Regions from separate parts of the Sus scrofa genome. Here region 2 is linked to region 1. The links are chromatin contacts, called in public Hi-C maps. All regions are on one chromosome and are shown on one strand. The core of a region is the stretch at or near the end of the contact, and the rest is flanking DNA. Distances in the headings are between cores, read along the strand shown. Region 1 holds the start of RAD51AP1 (RAD51-associated protein 1). Region 2 holds the start of PARP11 (poly [ADP-ribose] polymerase 11).

Region 1 (4,854 bases), core at 1,340-3,839:
ATATTAATTTCCTAACTGGACTCTTGTCTCTAATCATTTCCCGCATCAAATCAGTTCTAACGCTATTCTCTACACTGTAGTCATAGAAATCTGTGTGTGTTCATAATATAATTTTATTTTTTAATTATTTCCCCAATACAATTTTTTCCTACTGTACAGCATGGTGACCCAGTTACACACACATGTACACATTCTATTTTCTCACATTATCATGCTCCATGATAAGTGACTAGACATAGTTCCCAGCGCTACAGAGCGGGATCTCATTGCTAATCCATTCCAAAGGTAATAGCTTGCATCTATTAACCCTAAACTCCCAATCCACCCCGCTCCCTCCCCCCAACCTCCTGGCAACCACAAGTCTATTCTCCAAGTCCATGATTTTCTTTTCTGTGGAAAGGTTCATTTGTGCCGTATATTAGATTACATATATAAGTGATATCATACAGTACTTGTCTTTCTCTTTCTGACTTACTTCACAGAACTAGAACAAACAATCCCAAAATTTATATGGAACCACAAAAGACCCAGAATCACCAAAGCAATTCTGAGGAACAAAAACCAAGCAGGAAGCATAAATCTCCCAAACTTCAGGCAACATTACAAAGCCACAGTCATCAAGGCAGTGTGGTACTGGTATCAAAACAGACATACAAACCAGTGGAACAGAATAGAGAACCCAGAAAGAAACCCAGACACCTATGGTCAGTTAATCTTTGACAAAGGAGGCAAGAACATTAAATGGGAAAAAGACAGTCTATTCAGCAAGCATTGCTGGGAAACCTGGACAGCTGCATGTAAAGCAATGAAACTAGAACACACCCTCACGGCTTGCACAAAAATAAACTCAAAATGGCTGAAAGACTTAAATATAAGACAAGACACCATCAAACTCCTGGAAGATAACATAGGCAAAACATTCTCTGACATCAACCTTATGAATATTTTCTCAGGTTAGTTTCCCAAAGCAACAGAAATAAAAGCAAAAATAAACCAATGGGGGAGTTCCCGTGGTGGCGCAGTGGTTAACGAATCTGACTGGGAACCATGAGGTTGCAGGTTCGATCCCTGCCCTTGCTCAGTGGGTTAACAATCTGGCGTTGCCGTGAGCTGTGGTGTAGGTCGCAAACGCGTTTCGGATCCTGTGCTGCTGTGGCTCTGGCGTAGGCCCCTAGCCTGGGAACCTTCATATGTTGCAGGAGCGGCCCAAGAAATGGCAAAAAGACAAAATAAATAAATAAAATAAACCAATGGGACCTAATCAAACTGACAAGCTTTTGCACAGCAAAGGAAACCAAAAAGAAAACAAAAAGACAATTTATATAGTAATCTTTTAAAAATGCCTACCAGAACATGTTGCTCATCTGCTTTAAATCCGTCTATGACTCTCCATTGCTGTTAGGATACAATTCAAACTCCTTAACGTAGTTTACTCTGCCTCTGCTTATACTCCAGACTCTTCTTTCAGCACCTGCACCTCCTCTTCGCAACACAAATTCAGACTTTACTTTTCAACCTATACTGAAAATTTTTCAATACCGAACCTCTCTTGCCACTCCCTACCTTTCAGAACGCTTTTCCTATGCCTAGGGCACTCTTACTGCTCTTTTTCCCATGCCACGTCTCAGCATGGATAGGCCCCAGAAAGCCTTTTAACTTGTAGGACCGTCATTAGGCTTAACCAAATAATAAATACGAAGCATCTGACAAACATAAGATGACAAATAACTAGAAGCTAGTAAAAGTAATAAATAATAATAGAAAGAAGCTGTAAGAATATATCAGAGAAAAAACCCGAGCTGCTAACTGAATACACATGATGCAGGCAAAGGAACATCTTGCACGGAATTGAAGACTACGGAAATAACGGGTTTATAGTCTAATCTTGTTTAGGGTCAATATTTTCAGTAAACAAAAACCATTAATTATGGTTTCAACTGGTGCAACCTTTAGGCTTACTATGTTTCAACAAATTAATACTTTAGTTCCCTCTCCCCGATTTGTTATTATTAACAGAGCTGAAATCAAATGTGAGAAGGGCCGGACCAAACTCACTCCGCCAATTGAGTGGAGGTTCTGAGGTTTAAATAAGCCAGGAAAGGGAGGGCAGACTGTCTCGGCGAGAAGCCCCAGCCGAGGGAGGGGAACAGCCCCCCTGTTAAAGGGTTTCGGTTTTAAGTGCCTTCCTCGCTCCCGCCGCGGGCTCACCTCTCCCAGTCCTACAGGCCCCAGCGGTCCTCTCACTTCTCGCTGTCAATGAGCCTTGGCGCAGAATTGGTCAGCTGACTACAGCCTGATTTTTCACAGCTGGAAGATCCGTTTCAGCAGATTCGTTTAATCTTTTCCTCTTTCCTGGCATCCCATGGAAAATTTATGGCTCTATATGTCCTGTCGTTCCATACTGCCCTTAATGTAATAATTTAAAAAGTGTAGGAAGGTGTATTTCTACTGTTATTTTACACTTGAGGGACGACGCTGAAGCCACTGTTGTGACGAAAGTGCAGTGGCGAAACAAGAACTCGACTCTGGTGAACCGGATGCGGAAAGGCGGTGCCTCGGGAGGGCGTGAACTAACGCGCGCTTTTCAGAGCGCATGCGCGGCAACCGGGATGGCCGGTGAGGATTGGAGGGCTGACGGCCGGGCGGAGCGCTGTGGATTTGGTTTTAGGCGGGAATTGGAACTGCAGCGGCAGATGCCAGCAGGAGTCTAAGAAGTGCATATTTCCTACCTTGGAGGAGACCATGGTGCGGCCTGCGAGGTGAGTAGTTCGTGGTATCCGGGCGGGATGGGGTGGAAGGGCGGGAGGTCGCTGCAGGCCGCGTCTGCTGCACAGGATGGAGGAGTAGGCCAGAGGACCAGGATAGCGATGGCGGGGCGGGGTGGACAGTCACTGGGAGACGCGCCAGCCCCCAGTGAGAGCCTCCCACTCCTCTGAAGGGCCCTATCATCCTGGCTGTTTCCGTCTCTTGCCTCCCTCGGCAGTTACTGCCCTTTCTTTTATCCATCTCGTTCAAATAAGACCTGCTTACATTGCTCTGCGTTTCACCGAGCTCCTGCTTATGTGTTACTTCATTTATTCATCTCTATACTTCTTTGATATAGAAAGTTTAGGTCTCCCCATTTTATCATTTTTACGCTAGGCATAAAAGCCAGGTTACCTGAGTCACAGAGCTAGTAAGTCAGTTGGCGCCGGCTCCTCTGCGTTTTCCATTAAATGTACTCTTTGAAACTGTTCCTCTCCTTAACCACAGTCGAGTGCCATGGCGACTTAGGGTCGGCTATTCATTTAGTAGTTTTGGATGTATTTACTTCTGTACTGTGCTAGGTGCTGGAGGTTGCATTCTAGTCAAGGGATGAGTTTAGGGGACTGAAAATAAACATCACAACGTGAGACAGAGTGAGAAGGAAGAAAGCCCTACTTCAATTAGTTAAAATTCTGTTGAAATGTGGCTAATTTATAATGTTTTGTTTCTGATGTACAGCAAAATGATTCAGTTATATATATGTATATGATATGTATCTCATATATTTGTTTTTATGTTCTTTACTATAGTTTATTATGGAATGTTGAATATAGTTCCCTGTGCAGTAGGACCTTGTTGTTTATCCATTCTATATATAATAGTTTGCATCTGTTAATCCCTAACTCCTTATTTATCTCTTCCCCACCTCCTTTCCCCTTTGGTAACAATAAACTTGTTTTCTATGTCTGAGTCTGCTTCTGTCTTGTAAATACATTCATTTGTGTCATATTTTAGATTTCACATATAAGTGATAGGACAAATATGTCTTTCTCTTTCTGATCTGCTTCATTCAATATGACAATCTCCAGGTCCATCCATGTTGCTGAAAATAACATTTCATATTTTTTATGGCTGAGTACTATTCCATTGTGTGTATATACCACATCTTCTTCAATCATTTGTTTTTTTTTTGTTTTTTGTTTTTTTGTCTTTTTGTCTTTTTTGTTGTTGTTGTTGTTGTTGCTATTTCTTGGGCCGCTCCCGTGGCATATGGAGGTTCCCAGGCTAGGGGTCCAATCGGAGCTGTAGCCACCAGCCTACGCCAGAGCCACAGCAACGCAGGATCCGAGCCGCGTCTGCAACCTGCACCACAGCTCACGGCAACGCCAGATCATTAACCCACTGAGCAAGGGCAGGGACCGAACCCGCAACCTCATGGTTCCTAGTCGTATTTGTTAACCACTGTGCCACTACGGGAACTCCTTCAATCATTTGTTGATGGACATTTAGGTTGCTTCCATGTCTTGGCTATTGTAAATAGTGCTGTTATGAATATTGGGATGCATGTATCTTTTAGAATTAGTTTTTTTCCAAAGATAGGCCCAGGACTAGGGTTGTAGGATCATACAGTAGTTCTGTATTTAGTTTTGTGAGGAACCTCCATGCTATTTTCCATAATGGCTGCACCAACTTACAATTTGCATTCCCACCAAGAGTGTAGGAAGGTTCCCTTTTCTCCAGACCCTCTTCAGCATTTATTATTTGTAGACTTTATTGTGTGTGTGTGTCTTTTTGCCATTTCTTGGGCTGCTCCTGCGGCATATAGAGATTCCCAGGCTAGGGGTCGAATCGGAGCTGTAGCCGCCGGCCTACGCCAGAGCCACAGCAACGCGGGATCCGAGCCACGTCTGCGACCTACACCACAGCTCACGGCAACGCCGGGTCGTTAACCCACTGAGCAAGGGCAGGGACCGAACCCTCAACCTCATGGTTCCTAGTCGGATTCCTTAACCACTGAGCCACGACGGGAACTCCATGACCCCTACTTTAAATAGGGTAGTTAGGGAGTTCCCTAGTTCCCTGATGGCCTAGCAGTTAAGGATTTTGTGT
Region 2 (4,854 bases), core at 1,384-3,883, 550 kb before region 1:
AAGGGGCAGGCAGCTGCTTCTGAGCATGACCAGGGCCAAAGTCAGAGGAGTATTTCCTCAAAATACTTGTGACTGGAACACAGTACCAAACAGAAGCCATATGTGCAATAGGAGGTGTACTTGCAGATTACAGGTGGCAGCTCAAGGTTATGGATGCTACCAAAAAAACACACGAAGAACTTAGGCAGAAGTCTTCCATTAATGAGGTTCGCTATGGCCTTCCTCCTCAAAGCGGAATTTATCATATCACTCAACGGAAAGCAATGGTCAACAGTCATTTCAATTGGTGGGTAATACAAGAGTCATCTGTATTTATCTTTAGGATGCATGGTGGGCTTTTTTTTTTTTTTTTTTTAATCTTCCCAACTGTGCTTGGCTTAGGGAAACATTAAAATTAATTCTCATTCCACCAGCACGGCTGAAGAGATTATCCAGATGCCTCTTCTATTAAAAGAAACTAACAAATTACAAGAGGAAGCTCACGTGCAGAATGTCGACTGTGTTTCAAAAAAACAGAAACTGTCCTTATTGACAGCATTCATACCTTCACAGGAAGAATAACAGTATCAGTAAGAAAGAAGACACAATAGCATTAAGACATAGTAGAGGAGCTTAATAAGGGCCAAAGAAGAATGTGGGATTGTAGGTGGAAGGTTCACCCCTAAAGAAAGACAGCCTGCTCCATGGAAATCAAGCAAAATCATTAGGGGGATGGCAGAGAAAACTCAGCATTCCCTCCAAAGAAATGAGATAACTGCTATAACAAACCAAATATACAAGAGACTCATTAATGCTCTTATCATCCTTACAAGCACACAAGTGATCCAACAGCCAATGCAGACATAAGGTGATGGAGGAGAGGACTGAATAACAGGAGCAAAAGCCTCTCTCTAGTACTGATGCAATCACCTCTGTTAATTCAACGGATATTGACTGAGCACCTACTACATGCCAGGCTCTGTTCCCGAGTCTGAGGACACTGTAGTAAACAAAACAGACAAAAATGCCTGCCCACGTGGAGCTTATACTCTAGTGAAGTATTTAAGATATGTGACACTGGGCAAGACATGTCCTTGGGATGATGAAAGGGCTTGTTATGGAGAAATCAGAAAGAGAAGCACTGCCAATAAAAAGTGAATACACACACAAACACATATACACACATATACATACATATAATAATACAAAATGAAATTTACTAATGAAACTGATAGTGAAACTGAATATATAATCAGAGAGCACACTGTCACAATTTGAAATTATTTTTGCCAAAATCAAGCGCCAGTAGTTCCTTTCCTCTGATGTGGCTTTATATTAGAGGATTATATGTATGAACCAAAAAAAAAAAGTCTTAGTGACCACCACTGTTACACAGTGGCCTGGGATGGAACCAGCATATGTAACCAAAAAATCCAGACCAACAGACTAGTTTCTACTGGATAAAAACTTAAAAACAGAAGAGAATTTACTGATAAATCAATTTATCTGGAAATATATTCCAGGAATGGGGGGGGGGGAAGTGCTGATTACATCAAATGAGTTACTGCAAATAAGAAAACAAGGTTATTCAAGTAAATTTAGGAAGTTTTCTCAGTACATGGGGTAGTGGCACATGTTAAAGCTAACAATTTGCTGATATGTGATTCTGCCATCTTTCCACTGAATTCAAAGGCGTAAATAGCGTCCATTTGCCCTCTTACTAGGCGATTTCACCTCTAACAGGTTAATGGAATACTCTTGGCAAAGGAATTCCACTCTTTGCAGGCTGCATATGAAATAAATGAATGTATAAAAGCAAGGTAAACAAAAACAAGCGCAGGCACAATGCAAATACCGGAGGAAGACACAAGACTTGCAGTTGAAACATTCCAGGTCATCAGTTCTGTCCAGTGGAAAAAAAAAAATCTAAGAACCTCACCATCTAGAGACTTAGAACTCACACTCGGCCCACCTCAGTTTTCAATGGCTAGCCCCCGAGGAGGGAAAAGGAGCCAGCCCTGGCGGTTCCTCTGAGGCCCACTCAGGGCCCAGAGGGGCTAGTTCCCTCGCTTTAGATTGGGTTTGGGGGGTAGCTGGTGGGAACACCTGAGGCTAAGGAAGAGAAACAGGTTCAAAGGCAAAGTTGAAAAAGACGGTGGAGTGACGAGGGCGGAGAAACCGCAGCGAGTCAAAATCAATCACTGGGACAGAGCAGCCGCACGGCGCTGGGGACCCACCGGGCCGTCTCCACTGCCCGAGCCGCCAGGGCCGGGTTCTTCTCGCCCGGAAATTCAACAGCCGGCCGGCGCGGCCGTCGGGGTAGCGGGGGCAGTTCCCGGGAACCCCTCCCGCCCTCTCCCGTCAACCCCGCCCATCGGCCCGCCCAGTCCCGCCCGGCTACTCACCGGATTCGCTTCCCACATAACGGTGGCGAAATCGAGCGGAGAGAGCCTGGGGGAAGGGGCTGGCCACGGGGCCGGGGTGCTGGGTTTTTCCTGAGGGTCCCCGGGAGCGAAGGGACGGAGGGGCAACCTCCACACAGGCCTCCGTCTCCCTCTCCCTGTCACAAGCCGGCGTCTTCGGATCCCCTAACCTCTCGACTTCCGGCCAGAGCCTGCTAACCGGGGCCGGTCCCGCCCCGCCCCCGGAAGCTCACCCCGCCCCTGCCGCTCCCTTCCGGCCTGGAGCGAAGTGGGCGGGGCTTGCGAGGGTCTGGGGTTGTGGGCGGAGCTAAAGGGCTTCAGTCCAACCACAGTCCAGGGCTGCAATCCGCCTGCCATCTCCAAGTGATTCCCAAGCATCCCAGGCTGTAATTCTTCGATATTTCTTGATCACCGTATAGTGGGTGTAGCGGTAAGAGGCAGAGAGGTCTGGGAATGAGTAGCCTGTGGGACAGGCTTCACGATCTGTTTGCTCGTGCTCTGCAGGAGACGATAATAGGGTGTTGTGAAATCATTGGAGAAAGCTAGCACAGTATTTGGCATACAGTAAAAGCTCAATGAGTGGAGATTATTTGCCAGATACTGTGCTAGGCTCTGGAATGAACAAGAGTGACCCGTATGCAGTCCTCATGGAGCTTAGAGTCTAGAGGAAAAAAAATAAGAAGTAATTTAGATAACAGGATGCAAGGGTTCCCTGGTGACATAGCAGTTAAGGGTTCAGCGTTGTCATGACTATGGCTCAGGTTCCATCCCTGGCCCGGGAACTTGCACATGCTGCTTCTGTGGCCAAAAATAACCCCCCAAACAAAACAAAAAAACAAGAATTCAAGCAAAAAGGTACAGGATGGTTTATAGGTAATATGGCAAGTACAGGGTTCTTTGAGAGCATGCTTACCTAGGTAGCACAGAGGGCTGCCTCCCCCCCCCCCCCCCCCCGGTTCCCCCATCCCAAGTTTCAAGCTAAAACGTCTTGGCTGTCCTCCTATTGAACTTATCTGAGTAAAGAGAGCTAGCTACAAGAGGGGAAGAATTTCCTAGGCAAAGAAGTACCATCTACCCATGAGAAATTAAAAAGAGCTAGTTTAAGATCCTTCTTAGCTTTTCTATACCTCCACACATTAAAAAAAAAAAATTTTATTTGATCAAAGAATACCTGCATTTTTAGAGCCTGATTTTTTCACTTACTGTGATATAGATATCCTTCATGCCAAAAAAGTATAATAAATCTATTTCAAAGTAGTGGGGAAAGGATGGATTATTCAATAAGCAACTGGTTAGTCATTTGGCAAAAAGTAAAGTGGAAAAAAAAAAGGTAAAGATCCCTATCTCGATCCATTTACCAGAATAAATTTAGTGATTGTAAATTTATACACTATTCTTGAGTGTAGTTTGGCAATATGAAACAAAATTTCAAATTTCCATTTCTAGGAACTAATGTCAAGGAGGCAAATGGGACAACTGCACAGAAAATGTCTATACAAGAATATTTATTGCTACTTTTTTGGAATGGTGAAAAAATTGAAAACTACTTAAATATCTATCACAATGGATTATTTCAAATGCATATGTGTGTAACATTCATACAAGCTATGGAATGCTATGTGCATTTATCTTGTAGCCTACCACACTGAAAAGGTCTTCTTAGTTTTAAAAGCTTGTCAGCTGACCTCTCTGAATTTCTGTTAACAATCACATTACCCACAGTAATGCATTTTTCACTCTTCCTATTGCATTGGCCAAAACTTCAGAAAATATTTGAAAAACACTGGATAAGAAAATGGGCATTTGGTACGACAAGAATTTGCTCTTAGTCGGTGCTAGGTAGTCTTCAAACACACTATCATCTTTAAAGAGATTTCTTTCTATTTCTATTTTACTATAAGCTTTTAATTGTCAAAGGATGTTAAATTCCTAAACTATCCCAAGCTCTATCACTATATTCCTTTTGTATTCTGACTCATTAATATAATGAACTATTCTCATAGATTTTCTAATGTTCAACCCATCCTTATCTTCTTGAAAGAAAGCCTGCTCGGTCCCATATTTGTTATTCTTTGAATAAACTGCTGGGTTCCATTTGTTAATCTTTTATTTAGGAATAAAATTTACAGTTAATGAAATGGTCCATTGTTACTGGGTGTTTTGGTAGCTGTCTTTAACAAGTTTTGCAAAGTGAATAGTAGCAATTTAAATAATTTAGGACTTAGCTCTTCCTTGAAGGTAAAGTGGATTTTTCCTAAGCGAGTTTAGCTGGAAAGATTAGGGGCAGTTTCCCTACCTTTTGTGGGGTTGGAGCTATACTTCCTTTCCTTGAAGCCTTGGGGTTCCCTGAGCTGGTGGACAGAGCGAGGTGGAGAGAACCCGGTAATTTGGATATGTAGTGGGTGGACGCGTTTTTAAAATGTACTGCTGTATCCCAAATGAAGAAGAAGAG

What was found. Hi-C and Micro-C count contacts between places; a contact is called where the count stands out from the background.
Region 2: a Hi-C map of liver shows a contact between it and region 1, with 10 times the contacts expected there. A contact is called at or near these places in 2 of 5 promoter capture datasets (fetal skeletal muscle and liver) and 2 of 47 Hi-C or Micro-C datasets (embryonic fibroblasts and liver).

Annotation. Positions count from the first base shown.
Region 1 is chr5:65,894,945-65,899,798 of Sscrofa11.1, reverse strand. It overlaps RAD51AP1 (RAD51-associated protein 1), which reads left to right and starts at 2,589. Exons shown (of 9, transcript XM_001926380.4): 1 at 2,589-2,759. The coding sequence starts at 2,743. C5H12orf4 (chromosome 5 open reading frame, human C12orf4) reads right to left here and starts at 2,274. Exons shown (of 14, transcript NM_001243413.1): 1 at 2,209-2,274.
Region 2 is chr5:66,441,262-66,446,115 of Sscrofa11.1, reverse strand. It overlaps PARP11 (poly [ADP-ribose] polymerase 11), which reads right to left and starts at 2,633. Exons shown (of 9, transcript XM_003126559.5): 1 at 2,385-2,633.